2 separate regions of the Columba livia genome follow, and region 2 is linked to region 1. A link is a contact called in public Hi-C data. All regions are on one chromosome and are shown on one strand. The core of a region is the stretch at or near the end of the contact, and the rest is flanking DNA. Distances in the headings are between cores, read along the strand shown. Region 1 overlaps TIPARP (TCDD inducible poly(ADP-ribose) polymerase). Region 2 holds the start of CCNL1 (cyclin L1).

Evidence for each region. Hi-C and Micro-C count contacts between places; a contact is called where the count stands out from the background.
Region 2: a contact with region 1 is called in a Hi-C map of liver, with 5 times the contacts expected there. The contact joins the promoter of CCNL1 here to the enhancer-like site in region 1. A contact is called at or near these places in 2 of 2 Hi-C or Micro-C datasets (crop and liver).

What each region holds. Positions count from the first base shown.
Region 1 is chr9:1,322,034-1,326,558 of bColLiv1.pat.W.v2, reverse strand. TIPARP (TCDD inducible poly(ADP-ribose) polymerase) reads right to left here. Exons shown (of 11, transcript XM_065073386.1): 3 at 1,553-1,681. Among named protein-coding and RNA genes, the nearest start is that of TIPARP, 7.6 kb to the right of the region's middle. Within about 2 kb of position 2,423, at least 1 of the 3 cell types and tissues checked has an H3K27ac peak away from gene starts, as active enhancers do.
Region 2 is chr9:1,444,971-1,449,495 of bColLiv1.pat.W.v2, reverse strand. It overlaps CCNL1 (cyclin L1), which reads left to right and starts at 2,548. Exons shown (of 11, transcript XM_065073412.1): 1 at 2,548-2,864; 2 at 3,048-3,122; 3 at 3,319-3,428. The coding sequence starts at 2,589.

The sequences.
Region 1 (4,525 bases), core at 1,174-3,673:
TAAAAAAAAATAAATTATCTATATATCTATATATCTATATATCTATATATCTATATATCTATATAGATATATATCTATATATCCCTAAGCCTTACTCTTAAAATGCAGTAGCGAGAATTTACAGGTCATCAGGTGTAGATTAGGAACAGGGAACACATTTTGGTAAACTAAAAAACCCCAAATGTCCAACTAGGATGTTGTGAGTGGAGTCTGCAGACAGCCCTTCATCAGGGTAACCGGCTTCTGCAAACAGCGCCTCTTCTTCAAAATTCAACGTCCTGCCTTGCTTACCTGCAAAATATCGTGTATCTGTCTATTCATGTACCTGTCACAGGCTGGAGAGACCTCAGGGACATTAAACTGATTAAAGCCTCAGGAACATTAAACTGATTAAAGCCTCCATCCAATTCTGAAGTTGATTTAGATACATGAGTTAATACATAAAATGATAGAAAATATGCCCACAATGGGGACAGGCTCGTTCGGTTTACATGGCATTTTGTTGAACTGGTGCACCCTCTCGTGGAAGTCTCTTAAATCAGTACAAGCCATGTGGATTTAGCGAAGGCCAAGGCAACAACTGCCATGCGTCTGTAACTAATATGAGCAATTCAAACTCATTAATATAACACCATGTCATTTTACAGATTTTTTTGAAGGTTAACTCTAAAGTGCTGATGACTCTGGAACACATGGATCCCATGAGAAGGTAAATAGTAACACGTGGATGGCAGTGCTGTGGTTTTGGTCCTTTAGGCTGACTCGTACTTAAACTAAACAGAACGGGAATGTTCCTTTATAAGGCAGCGTTGGCCAACTAAAATTTAAACAGCTCTAAAATTAACAGCTAGTGCTATCTAACACATAGGTAGTTTACTACCTACATGCAAATTATGTCCATTCTTCAACCAAAAATTCCAACCAATTATAAAGGGACCCCTGGAAGGTAACAGTACCATGGTATTTGACATCTGAAAAAAACAGCCAAGAGCTGCTCACTACAGCAAACCTTAATCACAGCTTCAGTTACCCAGTAAAACACTGATTCTACAAAGATCTGCAACACCTTCGAAAAACTGAAGGTGTGAATGAAGATCTCTGTAGATATCCCTTGAAAAGGTCAATCCTTACAATATAAAAGGCAGAGGTATTATAAATTTGACAGCTCTTTCTTCCAAGCTCTAAATGACTCAAACAGCAAGAGGAAAACAGCAACTGATTCACATCTTAAATTAAAAACAAATGACTAGAAGAAGTTAACACTAAATCCGACAAAACATTTCCTCTAAAATGCAGGAGATGAAGAACAAAAATTTGAAGCTTGGGAAATACTGTTCATGTTCAAATCATCAAATTTAATTGTGCCTCGTGGAAATGGCAATAATAATGGAAATTATTCACAAACATATCACATGCATTCAAGGGACACACAAAGTTCCAGATCAGCTGTAGCAACACTGGAAAGTTCTAACCCTCACTAATGATACAAAACCATCTGGAAGAAAGTGGGATGAGTCCTTCGTTTAGCCTAATACGTATGTAAGCAACCAACCAGAAGAGACGCAGCCGTTGCCTTAGAAATCCCGCATGTCTTCCACCGGTACTGCAGGGCACAGTGTGTCTGTGTTGACTCCCAAAGCCTCCCCACTGTCGATATTGTGAGCAGCTGGATGGATACAGTCTGCAGAACACATAAATAAAACCAGAGCGTTAGATAATATCCTGCAGAAAATGGCAAAATGATTGCTACGTTCAGCAGATGTTCTTTGTGTGAAATAGCCTTAAGTCACTATGAGTAGGAGACGCTTTACATTTTAGTGTGAGAATATGCATTTGAAAGATTATTTCTTTATGAGTTATTTTGTGGGAGTACACTAGACATGCTTTATTTCTAGAATCCAGCAATCTGTGTGTTGCTGAAGTCAGCATTACAGAAGGGCAGATGATGCTGCCTTGCTGTATTCATTCGGTTCAAGATTTTTTTCCTTTTATCTTTTCTAAGGTTTTTTAAATAAGGGAAAAAACCTAACTTGGAAGAATTCCCTTTAACATATAGCTGTAGGTTGAGTCTAGCCATGATCGGCTAGCTAGAAAACACAACGCTAATTCTGTTTTCTATGGATGAATTCATCTCCAATCCATACCAATATGGCGTGAAGTCAATGAACCTGGATCAATTCAGCGCAGAGCCAGCTCAAATCTGCACCACGCTCAACACGACCGCAGGCACGCAGCTATAACACGCTGCTGCCAAGAGCAGCTCCGCGCAGCTGTGCCGCAGGAGTTCTGAACTATTTTCCCATAATATGGGCTTTACATCGAGACAGATCCTGCGAGAACGCTCTGTTCCAGCTGGGAAGTGATGCCCTTCTCAGTGCTTGCACTGCTGTACCCCGCCTGACTCTCACAGAATCCTCTGTATCAGTATTAATCAGATTTCTTATCTCCAGCCTTTTCATTACCTATACCTGAGCTCAACCATTACCTGAAGTTCTACCACTGGCTGGAGAGGACTCCTGTGTACTTCATTCTGTACCGACCACTACAGCTAAATGGGTATTACCACAATGAGTTCAAACATTTGTCATGTTCAAGGCCAGGTTGTGGTACGTATGATTACAAATAACCGTTCAGAAGATGAAGCAGTCAGAAATAACTCCCTTTCTTCACTCATCCAAACATTCTTCACATGATACTTGAGTTTCTAGTTCATCCTTACTTTGGTTATTTGCATTTTAGAAGCCATCAGCACTTGGCTGGCCAACTCTTCTGTCTACAAGCTACAGGCTGAAATTCTCCTAAGGCCAAGATCCACAAGACTTTTGCCCAACTCAAGGCTGCAGGAATGGGAAACCCCGAGATAACTCACAGGTGGGAAGTGACACCAACCTCCATGAGATCCTCCTGCAATGCGAACGGCTGAAGCAGCAGAGGGCGGGTGGGTGCCGGGATGACACATTTCAGACCCAGAAACCCCATCTGGCTGACCCCCTCCCACTACCAGGGACTCAGACCTGAACTGGACCAGTGTAACCCCACTGCAGATCACCCGATACAGCCCTGCTGTGGGGACTACATGTGAACTGCTTATAAGACCCGAGACTTACTTTCACCCTCTATTTCTCCACCACATCACAAAAATCCAGTGTGACCTGTCTGAAAGCTCACGGTACCTCGGTGAGAGGTGGCACATCCCTCAAGAGTCCTGAGCAGGAGAACGTTACAGTTCCCCAGTGGCCTCCACACAACAAATGGCTCAATCCTCAGATCCTACCAGGCTGCAGAGCACACATGTGCAGCACCAGTCTGCACAAACCTACACTGGACCCAAACCAGGGGATTGTGTACTTGATCAGAATAAAAAGATATGCAAAAGGATGAAATAAAACCACCATAATTTTGCATTTCTCGCTTTCAAAGGCTTTTATTTGGATTATCTGCGGGATGTGCCTGCAGATCCCAAAGCCACACAGGAACCACACCTGTTGAGAAACAGATGCCCCAACTGCTGCATATTACGTTCATTCTTAATTGTAGAGTTTAGTTATTTTGCAAATATTGCATTTGATATTGCTTTCTAAAAGTGTGGTCAGTTCCATGCTCTATCTGGGATAAATGCTGCACAAACCAGTCCCCTGGGATACTATTTACAGACATGATTTCATTCATTTGGTCTACATGCAGAAGAACCTACCAACCACAACTTTAAAAATGCTAAAGGAGGAAACCAGAGCAGATGAAACCATTTCCAGACACCAAAAATGGGTCACATATGCTACCCTGAGCTCCCTTCAGATACAGTGACACAGAAATCCAGCAATTTCCAGCTTTTAGAAATGAAAGGTGAGCATAGCAATCCAATCTTTCAATGCAGTGTTGTCACAACGTAATGTCAGAATGTGAATGCGAACTGATAAATAATAGTCAGATTATGCCTCCAATTTTAAACCTCCGACATCACAGAACGTTTCAAAAAAAGCACAGTGCTCAGAAGAACTGGAAAGCTTCTCATCCGCCTTGTTCTCACAAAGACAGCAGAAGCTGCTCAGCTGATGAGCGTCATGCATGTTTATTCAAAGGTTTTTTTTCTTTTATTTCAACAATCCCAAATCAGCTGATTCAAAACTCAGAACACTAATCCCTCACTGCATGACAAATTTCAATACCTCCAAGTAAACAGGGGGATTTCAGAGCAATAGAAAAGCTCAATTTTGAACAAAGAGGGGTTTTTCCATCTTAACTGTAGTGAAACTTTTGCTCTGCTGTAATTTAATTCTTGGATATAGTTTAGTCCACTGACTCTGGAACAAATGCCATTGAGAAAGTTAGTTTGAATTTAGATGTGAATATGAAAACCGAGCAGTTTTCAAAATGATGGAATTTATTTCTCAACTAATAAGTTTTGGGGAGGATGGGAAGAGTGTAAGAGGAAACACAAAGAAATCTGTTCAGATTTCTTCTAGCCAGAATGAGGAAATACACAATTTCCCTCAAGAATTGCAATAGACAGCTGCAAGGCAAGTCT
Region 2 (4,525 bases), core at 1,299-3,798, 120 kb before region 1:
GACTTTTCTTTGCCGTGTTCACTCAACATGGAAAAACGCTGGAGGTTTCTAAAGGGCCAGCGATGATCCGTCTCGGTGCTGGGCTTGCTTTATTCTATGTAAAATTGTTTTTAAAATCTCAGTAACTGGATGGGAGCTTGTGGAAGGACCGGAACAGTGTGACCACGTTAACTCTGAATCCCTGCTGAGTCATGAACCTGCAGGTCCAGCACTACCTAATTAAATAGAAAAGTGATAGTTACAGTCTGGCTCTCAAACCCCAAACTATAAATGGAAAACAGCACTAAAAAGCAAACATTGTGCAGACTTAGTGATCTTTCTAAAAGCCACTGTTTGTAAAACCAGGAATGTTTGACTAATCACTGTGTCCACGACACGAAACCAGGTGCTGTAACCAGCCTCCTTCAGCGAGGGTTTCCTCCGCAAGCCTGCCAGACTGGGCTTCTGCACTAGTTTGTCTTGTCCCCGATTAAAAACCTTGGTTTTCTATCTCTCTACAAATGGTTTTATCTTAGGCTTAGCTCAGCAAAGCCTGGCAGCAGCTAACGACTCTGACCCTCTGCTCAATTAATGATTATCCTGCAACCTGGCCCCATTCCATGGGGTTCACCAACCGTGCGCCCTGCGAACCCTTCGCTCCCACCAGGTTTGCTCATCCTTAACCAAGGCAATAAATAAAATATACTTCCTGATTTAAAAGTAGCATTTCTTATTCAGTGCGGGGGCCAGACCGGGGGTGTCACTCCACAGGCTCATACATGGCTCCTATTGTCATTGCAATTCTTGACAGCCATTATCGTATTCCACACCTAACACAAGCTATCGGTTTAAGCAATGCTAAGCCACATTTGTATGTTTCACGGTTACCTCTCAGTTACCTATTTTAAAAGAATATGTCGTAAATCTCTGTCAATTTCAAGAATAGGGTATGATTACCAAGTACAAGGGTACTGTGGTTACAAGGTCTGCTTACACAAAGATTCTGTGGTTACAAGGTTGGTTAATCTTTAAAGGTTGCTGCCTTAATATTCTCCTAAACTATGAGTTCTATAATTCCTTAAGATGCCCCGCGGCTGGGGGGAGCGGCCGCCGGGGACACCCGAGGACACGGGCCGTGAGGGGACACCCCCCGCGCCCCCTCACAACATGGCGGAGGAGCCGCGGGGGGGCCTCCTGCCACTCAGGCCGAGCGAGCCAATCAGGCTCCGAAGCCGCCCGCGGGGGCGGGGTTTGCCTTCCTTTCGCAGACAGTTACGGCCCCGGCAAGTTAGTCCCGGCCTGGGCGTGTCGCCGCGGAGGGAGACGGTGGAGTGCGGTTTCCGTGAAGTGATGCAACCAGCGGCGGGTTGGTGATCAGTGTTTACTCAGAATAACCCTTTTATTTATTTCTTTTTAAGGAGCGCATAGGATTGCGATGGAAACGCAACCGTAACAACGCCCTACCCACTGGAGGAGGGCTGCTTCCCGTTGCAAACGCTCTTTTACTGGAAATAAAGATGCCATTTGTGGCATTTCTGTCACCAGAAACCAGCGGGGCCGCTGAACAGCCTTAGGGGATGTAACCCAAGTGGCAGCTTGTAAAAACAACCCATTTCTAGCCAATAAAACTCAATTATGAGTGTAGGTCATGGCGTGTGTACCCCCAATGTCAGGCTGGCGGGAGCAGCGAAATGGGAGAAAAGGCTCCGGAATTGGCCCCACGAGCTGTTCCCGTGGGATCCCACAGCTGCCCTGGGACCTTCTCACACTACTTCATGGATTTGTTCTTTTTTTCATGTGTAATACATTGTAAAATGAAGAAATAAACTTAACAGCAGAGTCAATTAAACTGCTAAGCGGTATTCTTTATTTTATCAGCCCTGGGGATCATCCTCCATTAGCGCTTCAGAGGCTCGATGCTCTTGCGTTGGTTATATTGCCGTAATTATTACATATGCATTACGACTTTTGAAAATGTTGACATATATCTATACTAAGAAATGATAATGTTAGTTATAACTGTTTCATTTCTTACTTACATCTATTATTAGTTAAATATAAGCTAAGCACTCTGCTTCTAAACTTCATCTTGTCTCCCTCTTGTGCAGTAGAATCCAAACTTGGGAAGTACCCCCTGTTTTTGCAGGTGGTCAGAAAGCATTGATCACATCGATTGGTTAATGATGGGTACATCTTTTATAACTTAATCACAGTGTACATTAATTTAGCAGCTTCTCTTCAACTGGAAGCACCAAACCCCCTCGTGCAGCCCGGCCACCAGCCACCCGGCCCCTTTAAAACCGAGTTTAACCTCCGCTGCGGTGAAGCGCACCGCGCAATTCGTTATTTGTCACCGTTTAGAAACCTTTCGCCGCGGAACCCGCTGTAAGAAAGAGCGAAGCGGAGCCCCATCCGGACCGCACGGCCGCTGTCCGCCCAGCCCCGCTCGGCTCCCGCACGGCCGGGCCGGAAGCGCTCGGGGCGGGCCCGGCGCCGCGGACTCTTTTTTCCCGGCGTGCCGCGCGCGGACGCCGTTGTGTGCTGCGTCACCGCGCCGGGCCGCGCTAGTCTGTGCGTGGCCGGCTGCGGGTGCGGACCGCTCCGCCATCATGGCCTCCGCCGCCGCCGCCGCGCACCCGGCCCCCCCCGCCGCCGCTCCCGCCGCCGCTCCCGCCCCGCCGCCGCCCACCGCCCCGGGAATTCTTATCGGCGACCGGCTCTACTCGGAGGTGTCGCTGACCATCGACCACTCGCTGATCCCCGAGGAGCGCCTCTCGCCGACTCCTTCCATGCAAGACGGCCTGGACCTGCAGTGCGAGACCGACCTGCGCATTCTGGGCTGCGAGCTCATCCAGGCGGCCGGGATCCTTCTCCGCCTGCCGCAGGTGGGGCCGCGCCCCGGGGCGGCCGGGCCGGGCGGGGGGAAGGGAGGGAGGGGAGGAAGGAGCCGCCATTGTGGCGCGGCGGGAAGGGCGGGGGGGCGGCGGGCGCCTCACACAAAATGGCGGCGGCGGCGGTTGGGCCCGTGACTGACTGGCTGACTCTTCCTCTCCTCTTTGCCCTCATAGGTGGCGATGGCAACGGGGCAGGTGCTGTTTCATCGGTTCTTCTACTCGAAGTCCTTCGTCAAGCACAGCTTCGAGGTGAGGGCGGAGCGGGGAGTGGGGGACGAGCGCACCAGGTGCTGGGCGAGGGGTGAATTTGGCCAAGCGCTCGTCAGACAGGCTGCTCTCTTCGGCCCTTTAAGCCATGTGTTTTAATATTTTTTTAGATGCGTAATTCTGGTTTTATCTGGATTAAAAATGATTTTTTTTTCATGAAAACGGGGCTTTCTTTCAGATTGTTGCCATGGCCTGCATCAATCTCGCATCCAAAATCGAAGAGGCGCCTCGACGTATAAGGGACGTGATCAATGTGTTTCATCACTTGCGTCAGCTAAGAGCAAAAAGGTAAGATTAGCTTCGTTACGAACATAAAAAAAGTTGTCACTAATGTATGCTGCAATTTTCAATTCACAGTATTTTTCCAGGCTAAGTTCAACGACCTAGACTTGAGAAAGGAGAGCTCTTTGGCTGTTGCCTAGGCAGTGCAGTCCTGCCGTTGCTTTTGGTGACTTGATAGACCTGTTTCCATTATTTCTATAGCTACAAGTCATGAGTATTGATCCTAGTTTTAGGTCCATGGCTGTAGTTCTAGGTCCATTGCTAACTGATTCTTAATGTCTTGTAGTTCTTGAAAGGTAGTCTTAGGCATGAGTGGTGAATTAGTGGGTTGTTGTGTGTTCTCCAGGCTTTGCACCATGTTCAGTAGCTTTAATGCTTTTTTTCTTGTTAGTATGTAGCTGTCCAGTCGTGGTTATGGTGCCAAGAAAGTATCAGTTACAAAAGATGAAAACTGGCTTTTACCCAGCAATGATAGTATTGCCTTTTAGGAAAAAAAAAACCGATTTTAGAAAGTATCTGGAAAAAAACACAAAACGGTTTGGTCTACAGTGTCTGCAGATTTAATGGCCGCACTTCAGCAAGGAGTTTGTAATTGAGTCTTGGAAGCTGAAGGCATCTTTAATTGCAAAAAGTGAGATCCGTGTTTCCCCTGGTACTGTGTGCTTGTGTTGGTGAAGTTGGGTGTAAACTCCCACAGTCTGTGCAGGTCTGGAGAACTGTCTGCTTGAGCTGCGGTTGTTTTCAGTCGGGAGTGCCTAATGCTGCTTTTTTGTGCGTAAAGCCGTGTACGTTTTCACGTGTAAAGCAAATTCACTTGCTTGGAAGGAACAGGGAATGGTGGAAGGAAAGGAGTTTTCTAAGTTGCTATTAAATACAAAATTTCTTTAAATCTCACAGTCGGTGGGGCTGGAGATGTCAACTGTGATGAAATAGTTTTAGTGGGAGATTGCTTAAGTGTAAAGTAATCCATAGCTACAGAAGGATTTTGTTTTCAGCCAGGTTACAGCAGGAATTTAAACTTCAGTGTCCCATAGTGTGTTCTGAGAAGCAGAGTAGAAATCCTTAGGGAGACCGGCTGTTTCTTGATGTGTTTATCCTGATTA